Regions from separate parts of the Mus musculus genome. Here regions 2 and 3 are each linked to region 1. The links are chromatin contacts, called in public promoter capture Hi-C maps. All regions are on one chromosome and are shown on one strand. The core of a region is the stretch at or near the end of the contact, and the rest is flanking DNA. Distances in the headings are between cores, read along the strand shown.

Region 1 (4,697 bases), core at 518-3,017:
TGGAAACTGAGATGTCCATTAACAAGTAAATAGACAAAGAAAATATGATAGGAGGCCATTGTTATGTGTTGGGAGCCATTAAGACAACACAATTGTCCTGATCTCTGAATTGGGCCTCTCCCTTCGAGAAGACAAGGGGGTCAAAAGCGGGCCACAACACACTGTTCTGAGAACAACCACAGAATGTTCCAGCCCTAAGTCATCGCGGATGTCCTGACCACACTCTGATACCGCCAAGTTCCTGCTTCCCCGTGTAACTGCCTAAAGAATGTGCAATTCTATTGCCCCACCCCTCCCGCTGATAAGTACCTGTACTTCCCCTCTTGCTTGTGCAATTCTACTGCCCCATCCTTCCTGCTGAAAGGTACTTCCCCTTTTGCTTGTGCATTTAAACCTTGGGCCTGGCTAATACATTGGAACCTTGATGCAAACTCAGAACGTTTCTGTGTCATTATTCGCACAAGGTTCTCGTCTCTCTCTATCCCCCAATTTGGTTCTTAGGAGAAGGTCCCCTCGAGACTCTCGAATAACTGGACCTGCTGGATGGGTCAGCTATGTGATCCGCTTAAATGATGTGTATAAAAGCCAGACAGAAAAGAAGGGAACAGACCATTGGTTTATGGGAGCAGAGGTTGGAGGAACTATGAAGATAGCAATCAGTTGGTATTAGATTTCATTTGTGCCAGATAAAAACCTTTCATGGATCTGATGTTGAACAGCATGCTGAGTGTCACTGATACAAGGGAGCCTCGTTGAGTATTTAAACATCTTTTGATTAAGTAGATTTGACATGAAGTGACTTATCAAAATATAATGACAGACAATATGGAATGAATGGCAGCAGAGAGTTTATTTGAATTACTTGTTTCTAGTGATACAAATCGGAAGTGAGCAGAAAGAAGAAAAAGAGTACACAAAAATTGGGGGTAACCCAGAAGAAAATACAGGTTAAATAAAGTTACATTTTAGGAAGTTATTTGATGAAAGATGTAAAGATCCTGGCCCAGAACTTTAACTGATGCCAGACCTTCATATCAGCCATCCAGGAAGACCATCCACAGTCTCAGGAGATGAGAGGCTGAGGGTGAGGGACTCCATCCTTTCTCAAAGCATTTCATCTCTTAAGAAAGACTCCATTTGTCAGGTCCCCTGGTGAGAACATGAAGTTGGCCAGCAAAGGTTAAGAGGTGGCTTCGTGCACACAGGGCATGCCAGCTCTCGCAGGAGCATGGCTTTGTTCCTTTGGGAGCTGGTCATCAGTGGGAGATGGGCACACACAGCAGGGCTGGCAGCAGGGTGTGCTGCAGCCAATGATCACACAGGAGGGTTTAAAGGAGATGGTCTTGCAGCAGCTGGTTTCACAGCAAGTTGGTTGGCAGCAGAGCTGGAAGAGGCTAGGCTGGCAGCAGGTGGGCACGCAGCAGCTGGGCTGGCAGCAAGGTGTGCTGCAGCAGATGGTCACACAGGTTGGCTTGCAGCAGTTGCTGTCACAGGAGGCAGGGTCACAGCAGGTTGGTGGACAGCACAGCTGGGAACAGCTGTTGACAGTCTTGGTGCTGTGGCAGCAGATAGACTTGCAACAACAGGGTGTGCTGCACCAACTTGGGGCGCAGCAGATGAACACAGGGCAGCTGGATTCAGAGCTGGATTCAGAGCTGCTGGAGGTCCTGCAGGAGGTGGTCTTGCAGCAGCATGGCTGACAGGTGTGGGTCATGGTGTCAGGAGAGGAGGGTGATAGTCTATTCCCAGGTGAGTTTTACACAATGTAGCAAGTTCTTCCAGTCAGGGCCTTTTATACAACAGGCCTCCAAGGTTTGGACCAATCAGAAGGAGGTTTCTTTCTTGTTTATTATTTTCCATATTTAATTTGTGTTCATCAAGGAAGAATTCCTTACCCAATGCTCTGAATCATTTGCAAGCATTCATTACTTATCTGGTGATAACTTACTTGAAGACTTACTTGAAGTTTTTCCAACAAATCAGGGATTCATCCCACCAGTTTTGTTATAACTCTGATGGTCATCTGGGCCTTCGTTAGCTCCTGACTGTATGGCAATATCAAGATTACTGTATTCTTGCAACCTTCTCCCCATATCCCTACTTAGAAGTATAAATGTCTCTGCATATGAGTGTGGTGTATTCACAATCATGGACTCCACACCTATTTCCCTGTCTTTTTGCCCGCAATGTCCAATTCCAAACTGTCTTAGCTGTCAATCTCTGTGTAAATTCCTCTCACTGTGTATCTGAGGCATAGTAAGGGTGCTGTGAGCTAGGGTTTCTGGAACAATGTGTTTCATAGCAGAGTAAGCATAGTAAACCAATACTGGAGGAATGAAAACAAGCAAACGAAGGAACAAACAAACAAACACCCAGCACTTAGGAATAAGCAGACATCAGGGGATGTGTGGGTGAGCATGAGTCTTGACTCTGACTGGGGCAGCTCCTGGGGTAGATGTACTTTTAGCTTTAGAGCCAGACAAACTGGAGTGGGCAAGATGACTCCAGTGCACAGGGGCTGTCTGCAGCATCAAGGATCTTAGACTGGTGATCTTTCCCATGATTCTCTTTTACTTCTAACCCTATCTCTCTGTCCGGCCTTTCTCCTTCAGTTTCCATTTCTTTTCTTTCTATTCCATGAAGGAATCATGTACCTAATTTATTACCCATTTCACCTGTGAGGACCAAGATATGCCCCCTTCCTTTTCTACTACTCATACTAATAAATGTAAATTATTAATTTCTCATTTGAGAGAATAAAGAGCAAACACAGCCATACCAGTATTAAAGAAATGGAAACCAACCCAGTTCCTACAAATCATTTCATGTCACTCACCCCCAAAGGCTGTTCCTACTACCATCCAGGGTCTGTTTGTCGTCCAGTCCTGGGCATCATGTTTAACCTCAATGCCAATCAAAATCATTCTGTCTTTGTTCATAGGATGATTGTGACAATCTTCACCATCCTGACCCCAAGTTTGCTTGCTCTGATTCCTGTGTACTTTTCAGCTGGATGAATTTGACACAGCTCATTGGCTGAAACTTTTTCGTAGAAAATAATTTGGGACTATTCATTACCATGCTGCCACAAGTGTTTGTGTTTTAGATGCTGCTGCTGACTGTACAGAACTGGGTACCTGGACACTTGCTTCTCACTAAATGCTTGTGCATTCCTTTGCAGGAGCCTAAGCCTTTTTCACTAGGTTTATTCTTGGATATTTTCTTTTTTATTGCCCTACATGGGTTTCAATTTATAACTTTCATTTTTGTTTCTTATGACATATGGAAAGTCACTTCTACCCTCTCTCCTGGCCCCTGTGGTTTCCTCTGGAATCATTTTCTCTTCCCAAATAGTCCTACTGTTCTTTCCTGTGCTCTCCCCTCCTTCGATGAGGAAACATGAATTCTGTCTTTTTGAGTCTGAATTACTTAACAAGACGATCTCAAATTTAACCCATTTTCTGGCTAGTGACAACATTTGTCCTTCCTTATGTATGCTATGTTTTATTTATGAATTTGTCCACTGACAGACACGAAGCTGCTTCTTTGTTTTATGTATTGCATAGTCGATTAGATTGCTCATATGGTGGTTCTAATTTTAGGTTTTTTTTTTTAAAGATCTTACAAGCTAATTTCCATACAGCTTGTACTAATTTACAGTCCCATTAACTGTGTGTAAAGGTTTTCTTCCTCCCTCCCCCTGTATTCTCACCAGCACTTGTTATTGTTTGTTTTCTTGATGACAGCTGTTCTTGACAGGAATGTGGTAGAATTTCAAAGAACTTTTTTTTTTTTTTTTTTTTTTGGTTTTTTTCGAGACAGGGTTTCTCTGTATAGCCCTGGCTGTCCTGGAACTCACTTTGTAGACCAGGCTGGCCTCGAACTCAGAAATCCACCTGCCTCTGCCTCCTGAGTGCTGGGATTAAAGGTGTGCGCCACCACGCCCGGCTCAAAGAACTTTTTATTGGTATTTTCTCACGGCTAATGGTGTTGAATATTTTTCCATGTATTTTTTTTTATTTAAGACCTTTATTAACAGGTGCTTGCAGTTTGTTGACTTTTTTGAAAAAATCAAGTTGTAAACTTTATTACAAATTAAAAATGAAGTTCTTAAAAATCTCAACTTGACCAGATGTGAAACAATTTAAAAACCGTTAAAGGTATATTGAGAAAAACCAGGCCTTTTTTTTTTTCTTAAAAAACACGTTTGTCCGCTGACACCATTGCATACCCTAGCAAGATTTTATTGAAAGGACCCAGATGTAGCTATCTCTTGTGAGACTATGCCGGGGCCTAGCAAACACAGAAGTGGATGCTCACAGTCAGCTAATGGATGGATCACAGGGCTCCCAATGGAGGAGCTAGAGAAAGAACCCAAGGAGCTAAAGGGATCTGCAACCCTATAGGTGGAACAACATTATGAACTAACCAGTACCCCGGAGCTCTTGACTCTAGCTGCATATGTAACAAAAGATGGCCTAATCGGCCATCACTGGAAAGAGAGGCCCATTGGACACGTAAACTTTGTATGCCCCAGTACAGGGGAACGCCAGGGCCAAAAAGGGGGAGTGGGTGGGTAGGGGAGTGGGGGTGGGTGGGTATGGGGGACTTTTGGTATAGCATTGGAAATGTAAATGAGCTAAATACCTAATAAAAAATGGAAAAAAAGGAAATGTAAATGAGCTAAATACCTAATA
Region 2 (4,355 bases), core at 914-3,413, 310 kb after region 1:
AGATAAAACACCTCCAGCAAAGGCTCCAAGCTTAATTCTTCATTCTCCTTCTGCTACTCAGAGGCAGGTTCAGCTCACGTTGTGTTTCCTCTTGGGCAGATGTTTTGATTTTAGCCTCTCTGTGCTTCTTTAAGCTCCTCTATCAAAAGAAGAATGAGTAGACTTCATAGAACTGTTAAAAACAGAAAAAATATAATCACACAATGTTTGATTCATGGTGACACTTTACAATTTATTCCCCCTAGACACAACCCACACAGTGTCTAATATGTAGGGACATTTTACAAACTACACTCCCACCAAGAGTACATGGGACACATTCATATACTGCATATTTTGATTTTAGTTGCTTCATTTAAGTCATTGCATTAAGATTAAGTCTTAATCTTGTGCCAAATGCTTCCCTCTGCCTGTGTCCTATCCAACCACTCACAGAAAGGAGTAAGGGCTACTTGTTCTGTGCTAAGAACAGTCAGCAAAAACTCTTTCATATATATTGCCAAAGTCTTTCTCTCTCTCTCTCTCTCTCTCTCTCTCTCTCTCTCTCTCTCTCTCTCTCTCTCACACACACACACACACACACACACACACACACACACACATACACCACAACAGTCTCTGACCAAAAGTAAATTCCCCTTTATGAGTCATTGCTTATCTCATTTAAGATCCTTTGGTATGCATTACAGCCTTATGATATAAAATATATTATTAATAATATTATATGGAAATATATTATATATTAATAAAATATAATATTGTATTTTATATTATATATTATATAAAATATTTCTGTATGTCTTTCTGGAGAAGGATTAAGTGTTGGGAAATTTTATTTATCTTTAAATCGTGAAACTGAACAGTAAGTTTTTCACTCACCAAGTCATTCAAAAAACGTACAGAGTAGGTTCTATACTTTAGTAACATTTTGTCACATTTATCTACCTACCTACTTATCTATCTATCTATCTATCTATCTATCTTTCTATTTATTTATTCATCTATTTATTATTTATTTATTTATTTATTATGTGTGTGAGTGTGGGTACATGCATCATGTGGATTCCAGAGTTGGAATTCAGATCATCAGACTTGGCAACATATAGACCTGATAAGTCTACATAATATATATTTATAAATGTATAAATATTATATAAAATATGTACATGTATATGCACATGCACATACATATGCATATATGTATATATATGTATATATGCATGTATGTGTGTGTGTGTGTGTGTGTGTGTGTGTGTGTGTGTGTGCGTGTATGAATGTGTATATTTCAGACCAGTAATGAGACTCAGAGACTCAGCAGGTAAAGGCATGTGCTGTCAAGCCTGGTGACCTGAATTCCGGCCCCAGGTCCCACATGGCGCGTGTACCCACACACAATAAATAAACAGGTGGATAGGTAGAGAAACGTGATAAAATGCTAATAAAATATAGTACCTACTCTGTACATTTTTTAATGTCTTGGTGAGCAAAAAAAAATCTACTGTGCAGTTTCATGATTAAAAGATGAATAAAATTTCCCCACTCTTAATCGTTCTTCAGAAAGACATACAAAAAAACTGAGTTTCTATTATTTCTAGGTAGTTGCACCACTGCCAAGCTCTTCGACTTAAGAGACTGGAATGAGATCTGATAATTTAGAATGTTCTCAGGTCTGCACATTTCCCAGATCCTCTAATGGACACACAAAATCACCATCATTCTCATGAAAGATGGACAGTCTCCTTCTAAATGGCCTTTCCTTCTAACTCCTTCTAATCTCACCTGGGAGGAACACTCCTTGATAGCAAAAGGCATACTGGAATTTGTGGAAGAGCATTTCTATGATTTTCAAGGAATGTACGGATGGAAGGGAATGCCACGTTTAAAAAACAAAATGCCAGAGAGTCCTGTGACAAGTTACTTGTAGCAACAGGTGACCCACTATGGAAAAAAATGCGAACAGTGTTTCAGTTGCAAACACAGGAGCCATCAGGAAAAAGAAATGTCATGTTTTCTTTCTTTTGGAGTATTTAACTAGAAACATTACAATTATGTAATTAAATAATTAACTTTTCCAAGAAGGAAAATACTAACAAGGAAATAATGATGTAGTCATATGAGGTGTTCAGCGAGGTATAAAAGGGGGCGTGGGGCAAGGAGACTTCCAAACCCAACATCTTCACTCTCTCAGAAACCCACCCAGAATCTCCACCTCTGACACAATGGTCAACTCTTGTTGTGGCTCTGTCTGCTCTGAGGAGAGCTGTGGCCAAGGCTGCTGCCAGCCCAGCTGCTGCCAGACCACCTGCTGTAGGACCACCTGCTGCCGCCCCAGCTGCTGTGTGTCCAGCTGCTGCAGGCCCAGCTGCTGTGTGTCTAGCTGCTGCAGACCCAGTTGCTGCAGGCCCCAGTGCTGCCAGTCTGTGTGCTGCCAGCCCACCTGCTGCCGCCCCAGTTGCTGCATTTCCAGCTGCTGTCGACCTTCCTGTGGTAGCTCCAGCTGCTGTGGTTCTAGCTGCTGCCGCCCCTGCTGCCGCCCCTGCTGCAGCCCTTGCTGCAGCCCCTGCTGCCGCCCCTGCTGCCGTCCCTGCTGCCGCCCCTGTTGCCGCCCCTGTTGCTGTCTGAGACCAGTCTGTGGTCAGGTCTGCTGCCAAACCACTTGCTACCGCCCCACCTGTGTCATCTCCACCTGCCCCCGCCCCATGTGCTGTGCCACACCCTGCTGCTGCTGAGATCCCTAATCTAGGCACATCTCCACGTACAGATATGTACCATTCTTGCATGTGAACCCGTAGGACACGTGGAATCTGTTTGGCATCATTTAGCAGGATGGACCACACAATTCTTGTGAGCCACCATCTTCCGCAGAATCAGTCAACACCTCCTGGCTCACATTACATTCTCTTGTTTGCTACCATGTCTTTCTAATGTTTGCACTGTGCTGAAATTAATCTCTAAGTTGTGAGCTAAGAATTCATCCTAGTTCTCCAAATGGATTGACTTTGTAGCTCTAAATTATTCTTCCCAGTAAATAAGACACTTTCTACAGCCTTTGTCTTAGCATTGACTTTACAACCCCAGACCTGAGGGGCTGGGTCTATTCTGTATGTTTTCCCCTAAAATGAATTTCTTTTATTCTGTTGTTTCTATTCTTTCTAATAAACTTTCTTACATATAAGAATTCATTGGTACTGTCTGTGTCTTCCATAACCATTGCACTCAATCATCGAGGACTTCGGACTGGCTGGTTATGAGCAGCCACTGCTCTTTGCAAAGGATCTGAGCTTATTTAAACTCACCGCAGCCCCGGGCTCAGGGGACTGGCTACCCTCCTTTGGCCTCCATGGGCAACTGCACTCATGTGCACATGCAACTCCTCCACACATATACACAGATACACACACACGTACATATCCCTTAAAATAAAAATTAATCTTTAAAACATAATTGAGGGGACTGGAGAAATAACTTTACTGCTCTCTTCCAGAGGATCCGAGTTTGGTTCCCAGCACACACACTGGATGGTTCACAACTACTTATAACTCTATCTCCAGAGGATCTGATGCCTCTGTCCTCAGTGGACAGTTATATACATGGAAACATAAAATTAAAACTAAGATAAATCTTCACAAAATTGAAGATTTACATTTTATATAAATACAGTAGAAATTTAACTATATATAAATCATTTAAAAGATAAATGCTATGTGATATAAACCCACGAAATGTGTATTTGTATACATGTGTCTATATTGGGAAAATTTTAACTCACATCTTTGTTCTTAATTAAAATACTTATGCCTTTAGTATATGACACCTTTAATCCCAATCAAATCAATTTTGTAGAACATAAAAGCAAATTTCTGAGGGAAAAAAAGTACATGCCAGTGAAATAAAAAAAAAATCTTTTAAAAATGCAATGAACCAGGTGTGGTACTGAATGCCTTTAACTCCATTATTCAGAAAAGCTGAGGCAGAAGAATCTTAAGTTGAAGGTAACCAAGCTACGTAATAAGTATTAGGCCAGGCAGCGCTAGATGGCAAGGCCATGTCTCAATTAATTAATAGACTAATATAAAACAATGTCCTCAACTTATTTCAATTAAAGAATCAGCATGTGAAAATTTATAATCACAAAGTGACTTGTATTACTCATGGAATTGCACTCTGAAGAAATGCGTATTTTGTTGTGTTTTCAAGGGCCTGTGACTCATCTGGATAGTGTGGAATGTTTCAGAACGTGGTCTTTTGGAGTCTTTGTACCTCAAGCATTTCCATTCTTAATATTTTATCAGAAACATACCTTCAAGACTGGAATTCTTAAGCTCCTTTTCTCTTTTTGAGGAGTTTAAAAATTA
Region 3 (4,323 bases), core at 1,140-3,639, 500 kb after region 1:
GCAGCGTCCAAACATCCCCTTCAGAAGCACATTTCAGGGGACACGCCCTCCTTCCACAACATCCCACCTTCTAAAGGTTCCACCATCTCCCAGTAGCACCTCAGACCAGGGACCCAGCCTTCAATGCAGGGGCCCTTGGAGGACACCTCAGACCCACACTTAGTACTAACTATGGATTCAAGTGGTACTTTTAAACATCTTCAGTATATGCTAGTGTGTGAAACTCAGTGGAGACTCACCTCAAATTTTGGACAGTTTTAAGGGTATAGTTTTCCAGTGCCTTTAAACCTCTTTCTCTCCTACCCAATTACTCAACACCAAAAACCACATTCACTTACACACACACACACACACACACACACACACACACACAAAATCTATATGTCTCTAAAAGCTTGCTAACTACAAATTTCAGCCGTGACATCTATTAACAAATTGGCAAAGATGAGCTGAGTTACGTATGAATAGCAATGCTGTCCACAGACACCATACAGGGTCTAATGTGGGGTTAGCCTGTCAGTTTCTACTTCTGTATAGCTTTTCCTTTATCACTTATAACTGAGATGAAATATAACACAACTTATCACTTAAAGGCATGTTATTTATAAGACAAAAACAATAGGCTCTTACTTTCTTTTAGAAGAGAGTTATTTGGAAAAGAAACATAAGCGGATTGTGAATTTGTGAGTGAGTGTGTGCGCGTGCGTGCGTGCACACATTTTCAGTCAGAAGTCTGAATGAAAGGAGATGTATGCAGAAGTTCTTTGCTCCACCCTTAGGGAGAGCTTAGCATCAGTCCCCGCTGGTGAGATGGGGCCCACACGTGTGCCTGGAGGAAGCAACAAAGTCTCCTGCATAGAAACAGATTCCACCTCTAGAAGGAATGTTTCTACTCAAACAAATCAATAGACCGAGTGGCCGGGGCACAGAGTAATTGCCCTCTTATATCAGCAGCTTCTGGGAAGTTAGATGTGAGTCCTGTAGCCACCTGCAACCTTCTTTCCACTCTCGGGGAGCCACTTTGCTGTGAGCGTAGGAATCTACACAGTGAAACTGGGATCCATCAGGGGTCCTAAGAGGCAGCTCCTACAGCCAGCGTTAGGAAGATAGAAGCAAAAAGAATCCCCTGGTGGTGTCTAGCTGGCCTCAGACAGAGGAAGCAGTATGCAATATATGCAATATGCCAGTTATTAAAAGCAGGAGTTTCGCAGTAATTTAATGTTGCTGTTTCTTTTTTAAGAAGCACTAGATTTAAAAATATTTGCAAGATTCTTATAACAAGTTTGTTTTTGTTTTTGTTTTTTTTTTTAAATAAGGTCCCCTTGCTAACCTAGATGTTCCTGGCAGTTGCAGGCTGCTGGGAGCCAGGCAGAGGATCTATGACCTCTGACAGGCTGCTCACACACCCAGTCCAAGGCCGCACACCCACAAGCATACAGGCAGCACTAATTAGATCCAGTTGGTTATTTTTAAAAAGAAAAAGATAAAAAGAGGTATGAAGTTTGGGTGGGGTTGTGTTAGGCGCTTCGGAGGCAGCTGGAGAGGCGAGTGGGAGAGGAGTTTATCAAGATACGCTACATGTGCATGGATGAAATTATCCAAAAATGCTATTTAAAATATCTTTTTTTAAAAAACTCCAAAATCAACTGACCCACCGCCCACCGATAATCATTTACATATTCACCTACTGACCGTATTCAATTCTTAAACGGGGGTGGGGGGAGCTGCACTTTGAGACAGTGTCTTGTTACACAACACTGGGCTAGACTGGAACACCTTACTTCAACCAGGCTGGCCTCAAACTAGTCCTGATCCCCCCCACCTCTGACTCCCGGGTGCTAGAATCTCAGGTGCACACCCACACACCCAGCTTCACTCAAGACATTTCAATAGACTGTAAATATAAATTCTAAACAAGGATAAACTTAAAAGTAAAAAAAAAATTTAAAGAAGCATAAAACATTTTTTAAAAGAAAATCATTTGAACAAGCCATTGTCTTTTCTCACCAGTGTGACTTATATTATGTTCCCACAGCTGTCTTGTTCGATGCCTGAATTATTCATATAGATTGTAAATATTCTTTATTTGTATACAGGATGAAAAAAAAAAAACCTGCCAGGGCAGGTGCAAGACCTGAAAGGACACCCCTTCCTCGTCCTTTTTGTTATCTCTGTTTATTAAAAAGAAACCTCCACTCCCACCACCCCCACAGGAAAGCCTTTAAAAAGTGCCTCTGGTAGAAATTTCTGGAATGGAATGAAACGTATTGCCGTACAAAAGAGGGGGAAGGGGAGACAGGAAGGTGGACTGTGTCATTCCTGAGGTGACACGGCAGCAGAGGAGGAGTCTCTTGAACTCTATAAAAGGTCATCTCCACAGCAGCCCGAGACAGACAGGCTGTGCTCCAAGTCCAGGCTACAGGCGTTGCCTCCCTACATCCCAGATGGATTTCAGTCGTCAAAGTTTTCACCGAAGTCTGAGTTCCTCCTCACAAGGCCCAGCACTCAGCATGAGTGGCTCGCTGTATAGGAAGGGGACTGTGCAGCGTCTGGGGGCTGCACCCAGCGTCTATGGTGGGGCTGGAGGCCATGGCACTCGCATCTCTGTCTCCAAAGCCGTAATGAGCTACGGGGGTGATCTCTCCAACGGATCGGACCTGTTTGGGGGCAATGGGAAACTGGCAATGCAGAACCTGAACGACAGATTGGCAAACTACCTAGAAAAAGTGCGCTCCCTGGAGCAATCCAATTCCAGACTTGAAGCCCAGATCAAGCAGTGGTACGAAACCAACGCGCCGAGCACCATCCGAGACTATAGCTCCTACTACGCACAGATTAAAGAGCTGCAAAATCAGGTGAGCCATGAAGCCTGTAATTTCTACCTCACTGTTTAGTTGCCTAATGGATTGAGAGATGTATGCTAGGTGAATTCGAACACATGAAGCAGATTAGGTTGAAATGTATAATTGAAAAAAAAATGTATTTTATCATGTGGTATCTGTAAACAGGATGAGTCTAACTCACATTTTTTCTAAAACTTCAACTAATTATATATAAAATATGATCATTTTATCATCCAAAATTGCAGTTCAAATCTTTGTTATGGCTTACAATATAAGGTCTTCATTGTGGATAATCTTATTTTTCAAAGACCTCCAATGGTTTCTATATGTGAGTTTGCCAGTAGTCTTTACTAACTTTGAAGACTCAAGTTGATTTAAAGAGATTTTTCATCTTTCATTATATGAATGTTATAACAAATATATTAACCTACTATGGGTATAAATAACAAAAGGGTTCAGGGTGGATACAGATTACAGATATTAATGATATGTATACTGATTGATAAATAGTTGTGTGATAGGGGATGGATGGATGGATGGATGGATGGATGGATGGATGGATGAACTGCTCTTTGATACAAGATCTGTGTATCCCAGGCTAGTCTGGACCTCACCATCCTCCTGCCTCCACTGCCTCAGCACTGGGGTTAAAGAACTGTGCCACCATACACGGTTCTGATACCTGGATTTTTTAGTGTCTTATTTAATTATCTCCTCACTATCACCAAGCATTTTATAATGCACCTCTGTGATAATAAAATGTTCTATTGCCCCCAATTTAAGTTTATTACAGTCATATCACAATCTGTTCCTGTGTCATCCATGGTAGGTGGGGTTCCCCTTTCTATAAAGCCAATGGAATAAAAGTGGGAGACTTCGCTCCTGACTGAGGACCTCAAGCATCGGCACACACCATTTGCCCAGCCCCGGGGTTCTTATCTCATCAGGAAAAGCCTCCCCTTGGGTTTTGTTTAAATCTCGAAATGATTGCAAAGGCCTTTAGAGCAAAGACCTTTGTCTTAACCACAGGCCTCTTGTCTTGAGTTCTGTTTGAATTACAGGCATCAATGCAGCTTAATTCAGACTTCATAGCCCATGAAGCTGTGTGGTGCTTACATTGCCCTTCTCATCAACAGGACGGTCCTTCAGGCTTCTCGATACAACACAAAATTCAAATTAAGCACTTCTCTCATGGTTGACGCTTTTGAATTGACTTGGGGATTACCCATAGTACTTAGGCACAGCCATTAGTGACCAGTGGTTAGGGACCTCTCTCCAGGAATAGCCGCTGAAAGGGATATGTCTAAAATCTTCTAGAAGTAGACTTCTAATCTACTTCTTAATACGGTGTTTGCCTTGAAACATGAGAACCTGACTTCAGTCCCCAGGTTACAAAGCAAAGCTGTAGAATGACTGTGTGTGCTTGTACTCCCAGCATTGGGAAAACAAGCAGATTCCTGGGACTTGCTGGTCAGCCAGC

What was found. Promoter capture Hi-C pulls out the DNA fragments that hold promoters and counts their contacts.
Region 2: a contact with region 1 is called in a promoter capture Hi-C map of embryonic stem cells, with 2.2 times the contacts expected there. The contact joins the promoter of Krtap4-1 here to the promoter of Krtap31-2 in region 1. A contact is called at or near these places in 5 of 39 promoter capture datasets (the HPC-7 cell line, cranial neural crest, embryonic stem cells and 1 more) and 2 of 9 other capture datasets (adipose tissue and macrophages).
Region 3: a contact with region 1 is called in a promoter capture Hi-C map of embryonic stem cells, with 5 times the contacts expected there. The contact joins the promoter of Krt20 here to the promoter of Krtap31-2 in region 1. A contact is called at or near these places in 10 of 39 promoter capture datasets (the C10 cell line, the HPC-7 cell line, cranial neural crest and 5 more), 1 of 115 datasets of contacts at active chromatin or transcription factors (pancreatic cancer cells) and 2 of 9 other capture datasets (embryonic stem cells and macrophages).

Annotation. Positions count from the first base shown.
Region 1 is chr11:99,933,361-99,938,057 of GRCm38.p6, reverse strand. Krtap31-2 (keratin associated protein 31-2) reads right to left here and starts at 1,767. Exons shown (of 1, transcript NM_001025244.3): 1 at 833-1,767. The coding sequence starts at 1,714. The coding sequence ends at 1,181.
Region 2 is chr11:99,626,047-99,630,401 of GRCm38.p6, reverse strand. Krtap4-1 (keratin associated protein 4-1) reads left to right here and starts at 2,163. Exons shown (of 1, transcript NM_001048196.1): 1 at 2,163-3,173. The coding sequence starts at 2,220. The coding sequence ends at 2,729. Gm32730 (a long non-coding RNA gene) reads right to left here. Exons shown (of 5, transcript XR_880207.2): 5 at 1-172.
Region 3 is chr11:99,436,219-99,440,541 of GRCm38.p6, reverse strand. Krt20 (keratin 20) reads left to right here and starts at 2,389. Exons shown (of 8, transcript NM_023256.2): 1 at 2,389-2,855. The coding sequence starts at 2,445.